Linked DNA regions of Pelodiscus sinensis: region 2 is linked to region 1. A link is a contact called in public Hi-C data. All regions are on one chromosome and are shown on one strand. Each heading gives the region's core, a stretch centred on a gene start, on an enhancer-like site or on the middle of the called end of the contact. The rest is flanking DNA. Distances are from core to core; before and after follow the strand shown.

Region 1 (5,049 bases), core at 690-3,189:
AGTATTTTTGGTTAAACCGTCTGGCAATCCTACACTCAGTTCATGGGACTGTCAGCCACTGTTACGTTCAAAAAGCCTGCCATGGACTGCCCTGGAGCCCGCAACCAGGGAAAGAGAGCGCTGCATCCCAGTGTCAGGGCCTATGGGGAGGGCTTTCAAAAGGCTTAGCCCTGGCTCTGCTCCCACTGAAATCAGACCCACAGGTCTCAAACATGGGCCCGCAAGATTTTTAGGGGTGGCCACACTCCAGCCCTCCACCCACCAGCCAGCTGGCAAGAGGTTCCCTGAGACCCATGTATAAGGCTTCTCTCCTGAAGTCCAAATGGTAGAGTCCCAGGGCAAGTGATGACCCTACTTAAACCAGCCGTGGGACCAGGAAGCTGTCTGACCTGGGCTCTCCTCGGCTCCGGACTGCAGGCCTTGTGCTCCTCTGGCATCTGACTCACGGATCCCGACATCCAGTTTGTCTCCTGCCTTTGATCCACTGATACCCTGACCAAGCCTGAGTCCGGATCCCAACATACGGTTTGCTTCTGACCTCCTGGGTCCCAACTCCTGTCTCATGGCTGAGGGCTCTATTAGGTCTGGCTGCCCCTGGCCCGGATGTGACATCGTGGGAGTTTTACTATTGACTCTAGTAGGAGCAATGTTATGCCAGTACTGAGCACCCAGCCTACGGGCATATCCTAATGCGGCGGGGAGGGTGCACCCTATCTCTGGTTGGCTTCAGCGGATTCTCAGACTCTCCCAGGAGATGTCCCATGGGTTCAAAGAAGAGAATCACCCCCTTTTGTTACAAGTGGCACGAAGTCCCTTAGCTGTTCTGTACATTTGGATAACAAAATCCACAGACTATGGCAAAATAAAAGACAGTTTTGACCTGCTCTGACTGCCTATGTAATAACAATAGTGAGGATTCCCCATGCAGCCACCTTCATCCCAGGATCTCAACTCTGACTCCTTATGGCACCTGGGCAATCTGGCAGGAAAGAGAGGGAAAGGCCAAGTTTTGTCAAAAGCAAGGACAGATCTGGGGCATCCCGTCTGAGACAGCATTCAGAAGCACAGGGCACTTGCAATCCAGATCAGTTCAGTTGGGACGATGGGATGAGACACTCTTGACAATCAGGCCTATGTGGGGCCTACCAATCAGAGGCCATTTCTGACTTGCCGTTAGGCCCACAGTGCCAGAACTGGGGGCAGGACTCCGAGGCCAGACGCCCAGGGCCATGTGGCAGTGTTTTATACCCACTCTGCACCCGTGTCAATCAACGTCGGGCAACAATGAATTGGACCTCTCGTCCTCTCCTCTGACCACTGAGGAACACTCCTCTCACCAGGGGAGCTGACAGCCTCCACAAGTCCTTGGGCAAGATATGGGGGTGTGGTTTCATGTCCCCCAGAAAGGGAGGAGCCTCATGAAAAAGGGGGAGGGGCTCAGGTGGAAGGGGCGGGGCCAGAGCAGCCAGCCCTCAGAGCTGCACAGAGCATGCCCTTCAGCTCTCCAGCAGCGATGTCAAGGGCCAAGGACTTCAGGGGCTGCTGCACTAGCAGTGGTGGTAGCCGGGAGCCCCAGGTCCCTTTGAATCACCAGACCTGCCGCTTACTGCTTTGGATGGACAAGTTCAGAGGTCTGGTCCAATCAAGCAGCCAGATGTCTGGGTGGTTTTCTTTGTATCTGGACTGTTTTCATCTGCAGATCAGGCTGGAAAGCTTGCAAGCAGAATGTATGGTGAGGCTGCCTGCACTTCCTGCTCTGGGCCTGTGTGACAGGGCGCCTGCCCTGCACTGGCCCTTTAAGACCAGGATTCAGGCCCTGAGCTGGGAACAGAGAGGCCAGCTGAAGCTGTTAGGGCTAGTGAGAGCCCAGCTGGCAGCTATGTAGTGCAGCACAGTTGGCTTGGAGAGGCTAGCTGAAGCCGTTAGGGCGAGTGAGAGCCCAGCCAGCAGCTATATAGAGAAGCACAGTTTGCTTAGTGGGGGGAGCTAGTGAAGGGCTGACTGCAGAGGAAGTAGGAGCTCCCAGGAGGGCAACCAGCTGGGGATAGCCAGCTAGGGCTGGGAGAGGGCCAGCCAAGACTCCCCCTGGCTAGGGGCCGGAGGCAAGGCCCAGGGTTTGGAGGCAGATCACAATGCAGCCTGGGTAAGCGGGGCAGTAGAGATAACCCCAATGCCAATGATGAGCAACCCGTACAGACTGTAGCTTGCCCTGAGAGGGGCTAGATGAGGACAGTCAGGGGGCACTGAGGCACGATGGGGGGCCTGCACCCTGACAGACAGCCTTCCTGAAGCACCCAAAGTAGCTCACTCTTCCTGCTGAAAAAGGTGCCTGGGGATGAGGGAAAGATTTCAACAGAACTTTGCTGCATCTCAGAAAAAACGGTTTGGGCTGGAACTTCATTGTATTTAATTCAACGAGTTCATCATCCTTCAGCCTTAAGCAATCTGCTTCTCTAGCTCCCACCTTGCAGGAGGAGCTGCTTCTGCCTCTCCAGGAGGCCTGATGAGTCATGCTGGTTTCAGTTCACCCTTTTATTCAAAAATCTTTTAAAAGGCTCATCCTGTGTCCAGTGAAATCAGCCCCTGGTTGATTCGAATGGTGTTGGTTCAGGCCTGGATCAGTTTTGCACCACACTGTTTTATGTCCCCTGATTTTTGTGCTGAATTTAACCAAACTAAAGAGTGTGAGGTCAAACCAGAAAACCTCTGATTTCAGCCCAGAAGGAACCAATAAATAGATCATCTAGGGAAAATGCAGGCTGCAGAATTTCACCCAAGAAAGTCTCATGTGCTACCAACAATGCCGATTCCCAAGAATTTTGGTCCATGCTGCACCTGATTTCTGGGGAACCAGAAGATCTGTTGTATCACCAGCTGTCATGGGTGTTTTGTTATGAAACCAGGCAATTCACTCTCAGAAAACGAACGAATGAATGTTGAGTTTCAATACACATTTTGTTGGACCTCAACATTTTTTTTTTGCCAGGTTGGTTTCATGTTTCTGTTCAAAATCATCTTTAGTCTGAACCAAAGCTCCAGATCAGAACTCTCCAGAACTTTGGGTCAGGTACTGGCCTTAGGCTACACTCCAATTAGAGGTGTGATTGCAGCGTGTGTAGCTAAAAGTTGTAAAAAAGACAGCAGCATCAGCTTCAGACAGGGCTAGCAATGTGAGTCCATACCTAGGGACTTGTACAGATTAAAGCTAGGGGGGTATGCCATCTGACCTGCAATCAGCTGTGGAGACATAATCTTTGTGTCTCTGACCCCTGTCTACAGGGCCGTCCTTAACCATATGCATTATATGCAGCTGCATAGGGCATCTGAAAATTTGGGGCACCACTGGGTCTCAATGTCTCCCCACTCATTTCTTTTTATCCCTGTTCTGTGGTTCTGCTTCCTCCGGAGGGGATCTAGTTACCAGTGAAAAAGCCTGCCAGAGCTATTAGCAGACCACTGAATCCATGACAGAGCCATTCGATTGGTAATGAAGTCATGTAACAGGCATTGGCTGTGTATACTGTTTCTGAATTTACTGTAGTCTACAGGGCCTTAGTTTAAGATTTGTTTTATAAACATTTCGTTAGTGCGTTGCTGAAGATTATAAAATCACATCTCTAAAGAAAACCATCCCCCCCACCTCACCTGTGGGGCTGCCGTTAGGCATAGAAGTGCCAATTTAATAGTACTGCGTAGAGCCCCGTAAATCCTAAAGATGGCTTTGCCTCTCGAACTCAGATCATGGTTTGTGGCTTCACTGGACATGCTTACTGGACCATGCCTGGTCTCTGTTCTTTCTCTGGGCAAGATTCTGACACTAATGTTCAGTGGCAACCATACTCCACAAGTGGTTCCATTGGACAACCTCCTAGAGCAGAGGTGAGAAAATACTGGTCCGTGGGCCAGATCTGGTCGACCAGGGTCAGCCCCGGCGGGCCGCCACCACTATATTTACCTGCATGGCTACAGGCGATCGGCATTTCTGTTGGCTGCAGATCGTTGTTCCCAACCAATGAGAGTGGCAGAAAGTGATAAGAACATAAGAATGGCCATACTGGGTCAGACCAAAGGTCCCTCTAGCCCAGTAGCCTGTCTGCTGGCAGTGGCCAGCACCAGGTGCCCCAGAGAGGGTGGACCGAAGACAATGATCAAGCGATTTGTCTCCTGCCATCCTTCTCCAGCCTCTGACAGACAGAGGCCAAGGACACCATTTCTATCCCCTGGCTAATAGCCTTTTATGGACCTAACCTCCATGAAATTATCTAGCTTCTCTTTAAACTCTATTATAGTCCTAGCCTTCACAGCCTCCTCTGGCAAGGAGTTCCACAGGTTGACTACACACTGTGTGAAGAAGAACTTTCTTTTATTAGTTTTAAACCTGCTACCCATTAACTTCATTTGGTGTCCTCTAGTTCTTCTGTGATGGGAACTAATAAATAACTTTTCTTTATCTGCCCTCTCCACACCACTCATGATTTTATAGACCTCTATCATATCCCCCCTCAGTCTCCTCTTTTCTAAACTGAAAAGTCCCAGTCGCTTTAACTTCTCTTCTTGTCTTGGACCACGCCGCTTCCTGCCTTTCCCATTGGCCAGGAATGGTGATTCGCAGCCAACAGGAGCTGTGATTGGCCGTGGTGGTAAATATAGCCGCGACAGCCCTTCAGGGGCTAACCCTAGCGAACTGTTGCATGTTATTGCCCACCCCTGTCCTAGAGCTACTTCAGGATTATTCAGCAGCCCAGAATCCTCAAATCATGACCCCATCCCAGACCCAACATGGCCTCTGTGCTCCACGGCACTGGGTCACTTGTGGAGTAAGGTCCCATCAGGTGGTGCAAGGGGATCAGAATCTAGCCCAATGTATTTCTATGCCCAGAACTTATTCTCTTTATTACCATTCATCAGTTTATTTTTGTCTCTAGCTTTTTATTTACTGTATCCAGCTTGTCTTTTTCAGTACATTTCAAATAACAAAGTGCTCTTTTTAACCCGTCTTTAGCAAGAACAATAGAGGATTCCCTCTTGGTGAAGAGTGTGATGCTGATT
Region 2 (4,997 bases), core at 141-2,640, 370 kb after region 1:
ACCTGCCCTAGTTTGCTCCTTCCCCCTCCCTGCGCTGCCTCTGTTGCTGGCCCGGGTAAACGCGGCCTCTGTGATGGCTGGGATTTGCCGGCTTGGGGCCTCTGCACGAGCAGTCTGGATTGAAACACCCCCCCCCCCTCTGTGATTTGAGCTTAGTGCTGCTCCCCCCCCCCCACGAACGTCCTAACTCTGCAACTACCTGGGTTGGTTGGCTGGTTTGTGCACACCCCTTCCCTCCCTCCCCTCTCCCCCACAGGGCAGATTGCCAGGGGTGCAGTGACATAGCGAGGGGGCAGTTGCTCTGGGCTCCATGCTAAGGGGGCACCAATTTAGTTTCCCTCTACTCCCACTGTCATTCCTCAAATCACCTCCTTACTCATTTAAATAAAGCATGTACCTTTTTTGTTTACCCCCCCCAAAAAAAACAAAAGACAAAACAACCCCAACTGCAGTTAAAGACAAGCACCACTGGGTATAGCTGCTAATCTACTACACATTTGAGAGCACTTGTGTGTGTCTGTCTGTCTGTTCAAGAACTCCTCCTAAATGGGAAGAGCTAGGACCACCAAATGCGATAAACAGCTTCCTCTTATAACTTAAAAGCCAGGTCAGGATTTGGTTGTGCTAGGGTAATGGGATGTGCCCGGAATGGGATTGCTTCTCATTAAACCATACGGAAGAGAGAATCACCAGGCAGGTGAGGGGGGGCTGCCTGGAGGTATGTCCCTCCCTCTATCCAGGACTGCTATTGTCAAACCTGGACATGCCCCAGCCAAGGGACGTGCTCCCCTCTCCCAGCTGTGCCTGCTGGAGCTGTAGCAGCCATAGAGAGGTGCTTCTCACCTGGCCCCAAGCTGTTGTGATGATAGAGGGCTGGGATAGTCCTCTCTCCCTGGGGCAGCCTGCCTACTGAACCCTTCACCCCAGCCTCACCCCAGCGTAATGAATTAAATTAAGCATGGACATTTTCATTTTATTTTCCAAAAGTTAAAAAATAATTGAGTTGAGGACCGGAGCAACGCTGGGTAAGTCTAGTAACATACACAGGGCATACAAGGGTTTCAATGTAACAAGCATATAAAGGTCCTGTTCACACACAGGTTTTTAGTCTCACTGTTACAATCTAATCCCATATTTAAATCAGTGTCTACACAGCCCATTATACACATGAGAGATTGTCACCATATTCATAAATTAAAAACCAAAATATTTAGCATCCTGTAAGTGCTGGCTTAGCAGTTACTCAAGCATCCAGCTTTGTTTACAGACAAACCCATGCACTCTTAAATATTACATGGAAAAGATTAGACTTACACTTTTATTTCATTCTGCCATTGGTCCTTCTCAGCTGTGAAATTTAGAGAATATAGTTTTCATAAACTAGTTTCACTAGTTTTACTTCTCAGCTGAGCCACAGATGTAGGCGTGGTCACCGCTGGTCCATTGCTATTGGTAAAATAGCTGCTAGGAGGAAGCTGTTACCAATTGCGCTGGCTCTGCTTTTCCTGTTGCTGCTTGTCAGGGTGCTTGGTTCAGCCTTTGTTATCTGAAACTCACCTTCTCTTTCAGACCCACTAGAGCAGTGGTCCCCAGCCTTTCGTGGCTGCCGGATGCCTTGGCGTTCGGGGTCAGGGCCGCTCATGCACCACACTTCCGGGTATGGGACCACGCATGTGCCCACGCATGTGCCGTGCACCCGGGGGGGGGGAGGCTGCCCACACGCCACGCACCCGGGACCGACACCACGCATGTGCTGCGTGCCGGGGGCAGGGCCAGCCCAGACATTTCAGCGGGTGCACATAAATGCCCCGGCGGGCGCCATGGTGCCCACGGGCACCGCGTTGGGGACCACTGCACTAGAGTCTCTACCTGCTGGTTATGGACAGGGTCGTCCCTAGAAGGGTGTCTGCCTCAGGCCCCGCTTTGTCTTTTCCTGCTCCACCCCCACCCCACCTTTTCCCACCCCTTCCTCAAAGCCTGCAAGACTGGGGTGGGCAAAATACGGACGATGGGCCAGGTCCTGCCTGCCAAACCACCAGATCCATCCTTCCACCATCCCACGACCCAGCAGGAGCCTCAAGCAGGCTCCTTGTCTGCTGTGCTCCCACATACCACTCAAAGCAGCTGGCTGCAGGGGCCATGTGCTTTTCAGCACCCTGCGTGCCCCAAGCCCAATCTCACAGCTCCCATTGGCTGGAAAGTGCCCATGCCTGCAGTGCAGGCAGCTCATGGAGGCCCCCCCTTCCCAAGGGGTGCATGGCATAGAGAGAAGCACAGGGCCCCTTTGGATGGCATGCAGGGGCGTGGCAATCAGGGAACCTGCTGAGGGTTCTGGCTGGGCTGCTGGCTGGGAGCCACCTAAGGTAATCTCCTCCTGGCCAGAGCCTGCATCTAGCACCTTCCTCTGTCCCAGGTCACAACCCAAGCTCTCTGCACCAGTGTTCCCTGTAAGCTTCAGGGCAGCACAGCTTCACGGGTGATTAATCAGCCCTGCCCAGTCAGAGGCTCAGGGCTCCTTGCACAGAGCTGATTGACTGGGTGGGGCTCATTAATCACCTGACAATGGTAGGGGAGGGGCTGTTGCTGGGGTATTGGAGGCTCTGCTGGGAGACGGGGGGCTGTTTTGGGGGGGCTGAAAGCAGAGCAGGCAGGGCTCAGCTGGCTGCAGGGGAGACGTGGGGGCGGGGGCCCAGGCCGACTGGCCTGAGGGATCCTTTGCTGTATTCAGAGCTCCATAGACTTCCTGCTAGGGACTAGCTGGGAGTCGCTCTGGGCTGGGGAGCAGGGCTGGGCTAGTCTCTCTGGGAGGGGCTCACGGCAGAGGCAGGCAGCTGGAGGCCCTGAGAGGTGCTGTCCCATAGGCGGAGAGGCAGACCCACTGGTGAGAGTGGCCCCCCCGAGAGGGTCACTGCACTGGAGTGGGCCCCTGAGAAAGGGTTGTCTCACTGCCGCTGGAGAGGGGGGATCCGCCCAGGAGCCAGGGGAGGCCAAGTGGGGAGTTCCCTTCGGAGGTTCCTGTGGGGGCTGGCTCCCCTGGAACGGCTCCCTCCAGCCGGCCTGTCTCTCTGCTTTGGCCCTAGGATGCCACCCCTGCCCCCTCCCCGGCCAGCCTCAGTGTGGGCAGGACCCCAACTGGCAGCAGCTTTACTAGTGGAAAACCTCCCTTTTCCCCCCGGACTCTGCCTAGCCCATGACGTGCCCGAGCCCTGGCCCAGTGTGGGGCTGGGTGCTCAGTCTGGGCTTGCAGACTCCACCTGTCTGGGAGTGGCTTGGGACAGGGGCAGCCCCCCACTCTCTGCCTGGGGACCCCTTGGGGCAGGGAGGACTGGAGCCTCCTTTGGAGTCTGCTGGCTCTGCTGCCCCACGCCCCGCTGGGTGTGTGGGGGCTCTGGCCGAGGCCTGGCTCTCCTGCAGGTGGGGCCAGATGGACACAGGGGTTGCCAGGAAGTTGGGCTCCAGCTCATAGGCTCTGTGGCTGCTTGCACTCACAGCTTGGGACCTGGGGAAAGGTGGGACACGCAGGCTGGCCGGGGCTGGGCCAGCTAGGAAGTGGGGGACATGAGGCCTGAGGGGCTGGAGGGATGTGGTTCCCAGGGGGGAAGTGGGGCCTAAGGGGTTGGGGGGATGTGGGTCCCAGGGGGGAAGTGGGGCCCGAGGGGCTAGGCTGGAGCATTGCCAGCTGGGCTCCGGAGCAGCGTGTGCGTCAGCACCCGGTTTTGCTGGTATCCGAGGCGGCACAGGCAGCTGGAGAACCTGCAAAGCTGTGCAGCCATGCAGCTTAGAAAGAACATTGCTCTGCACTCCTGCTCTTGCACCCCCACCTCTTTCCAAACCTTGCACCCCAAACCACTGTCCCAGGACACAACCCCCCTCCTGCCCTAGGTCACAATCCAAACCTCTGCACTCTCCTCTGCCTCAGGTCACAGCCCCCTCCCAGACTCTGCACCCTCTTCCCCAGGTCACAACCCCCTCCTTTACCCAAACTCTGTCAAACGTTACAGTGCCTCCTGTAACCCAATCCTCTACCTATGCTCCCTTCTTGCACCCAACCTCCATCCCAAACTCTGCTCCTTCTCCATTAATATCATGGAAGAGCATGGCCCTTGACTAACCAAATTCTTGGAGTGCCCCCCCCCCTAAAAAATTACATACCCCTGCTCTAGAGGAGAACGAAAAGCAGACAACTGTACCGGTGTTAACTGTACTGCTTCTTCTAGTATAGTAATGCATGTCAATGCTGGCCTCCTCCTACGATGCAAGTCAGGCACGCTCTGTACATCTGAACATTGTAATGGGAAAAGGAGTCACGTTTGCCAGAGGTGCCTGGCCCTACATCAGGCTTGCCCATGCTCGGCTACTGGGACTAGCTAAACTGCAGTGCCTCTCACAGCACTGCTGCAGAGCCTGGTGGTGCCCTTTTACCCATATCCCTCACCCAGTCTGTTTGCAGATGCCCATGTGTCTGCATCAGGCCAAGAAGATCCAACACCTCGTCTTCTCCAAGCTAGCCTGCATCTGGAGCATGAAGACCGCATGGCTGTCAGGACAGGTGTGCACAAGAGAACGCTGCTAGGTGTGCCTGCCCCAGTGGGTAGGCGGGAAAAGGCATTTCAGAACCAGTGTTGGACTTCTGGAGGGCACGTGGCTTACAGTCTTCATGATCCCCATGCATTAGAGTTGATGCTGTGACCAGAGTAGTCAGTATCGGGTGTTGTGGGACAACTGTTGGGACACTTAAGAATTGACACAGGTCACAGAGCAGCTGCATTTGCATTGAGTCTGTTTCAGTAAGTCGACCACAGCTTGATGCCAGTAAGACCCGTGGTTATTGCATTGCCATAGTGGAGCGATTACATTAGCCGGAGACAATTGTTGAGTGTAAACGTGCACAGCCAGGTAGAGGCAAGGCAGCTTAATCAAGCTGACTTTGTAACATAGCCCCAGCCTATGACTCTTCGGAGACCTCTCCTATTACTCTGGGAACTGCTACCTAGTCA

Evidence for each region. A called contact is a pair of places that touch in the nucleus more often than the background predicts.
Region 2: a contact with region 1 is called in a Hi-C map of blood, with 5 times the contacts expected there. The contact joins the promoter of LOC102457124 here to the promoter of RNF135 in region 1. A contact is called at or near these places in 3 of 5 Hi-C or Micro-C datasets (blood, liver and an unstated tissue).

The regions. Positions count from the first base shown.
Region 1 is chr20:19,944,355-19,949,403 of ASM4963464v1, forward strand. RNF135 (ring finger protein 135) reads left to right here and starts at 1,940. Exons shown (of 7, transcript XM_075903862.1): 1 at 1,940-2,143.
Region 2 is chr20:20,317,162-20,322,158 of ASM4963464v1, forward strand. LOC102457124 (sterile alpha motif domain-containing protein 9-like) reads right to left here and starts at 1,391. Exons shown (of 4, transcript XR_012896892.1): 1 at 1,315-1,391.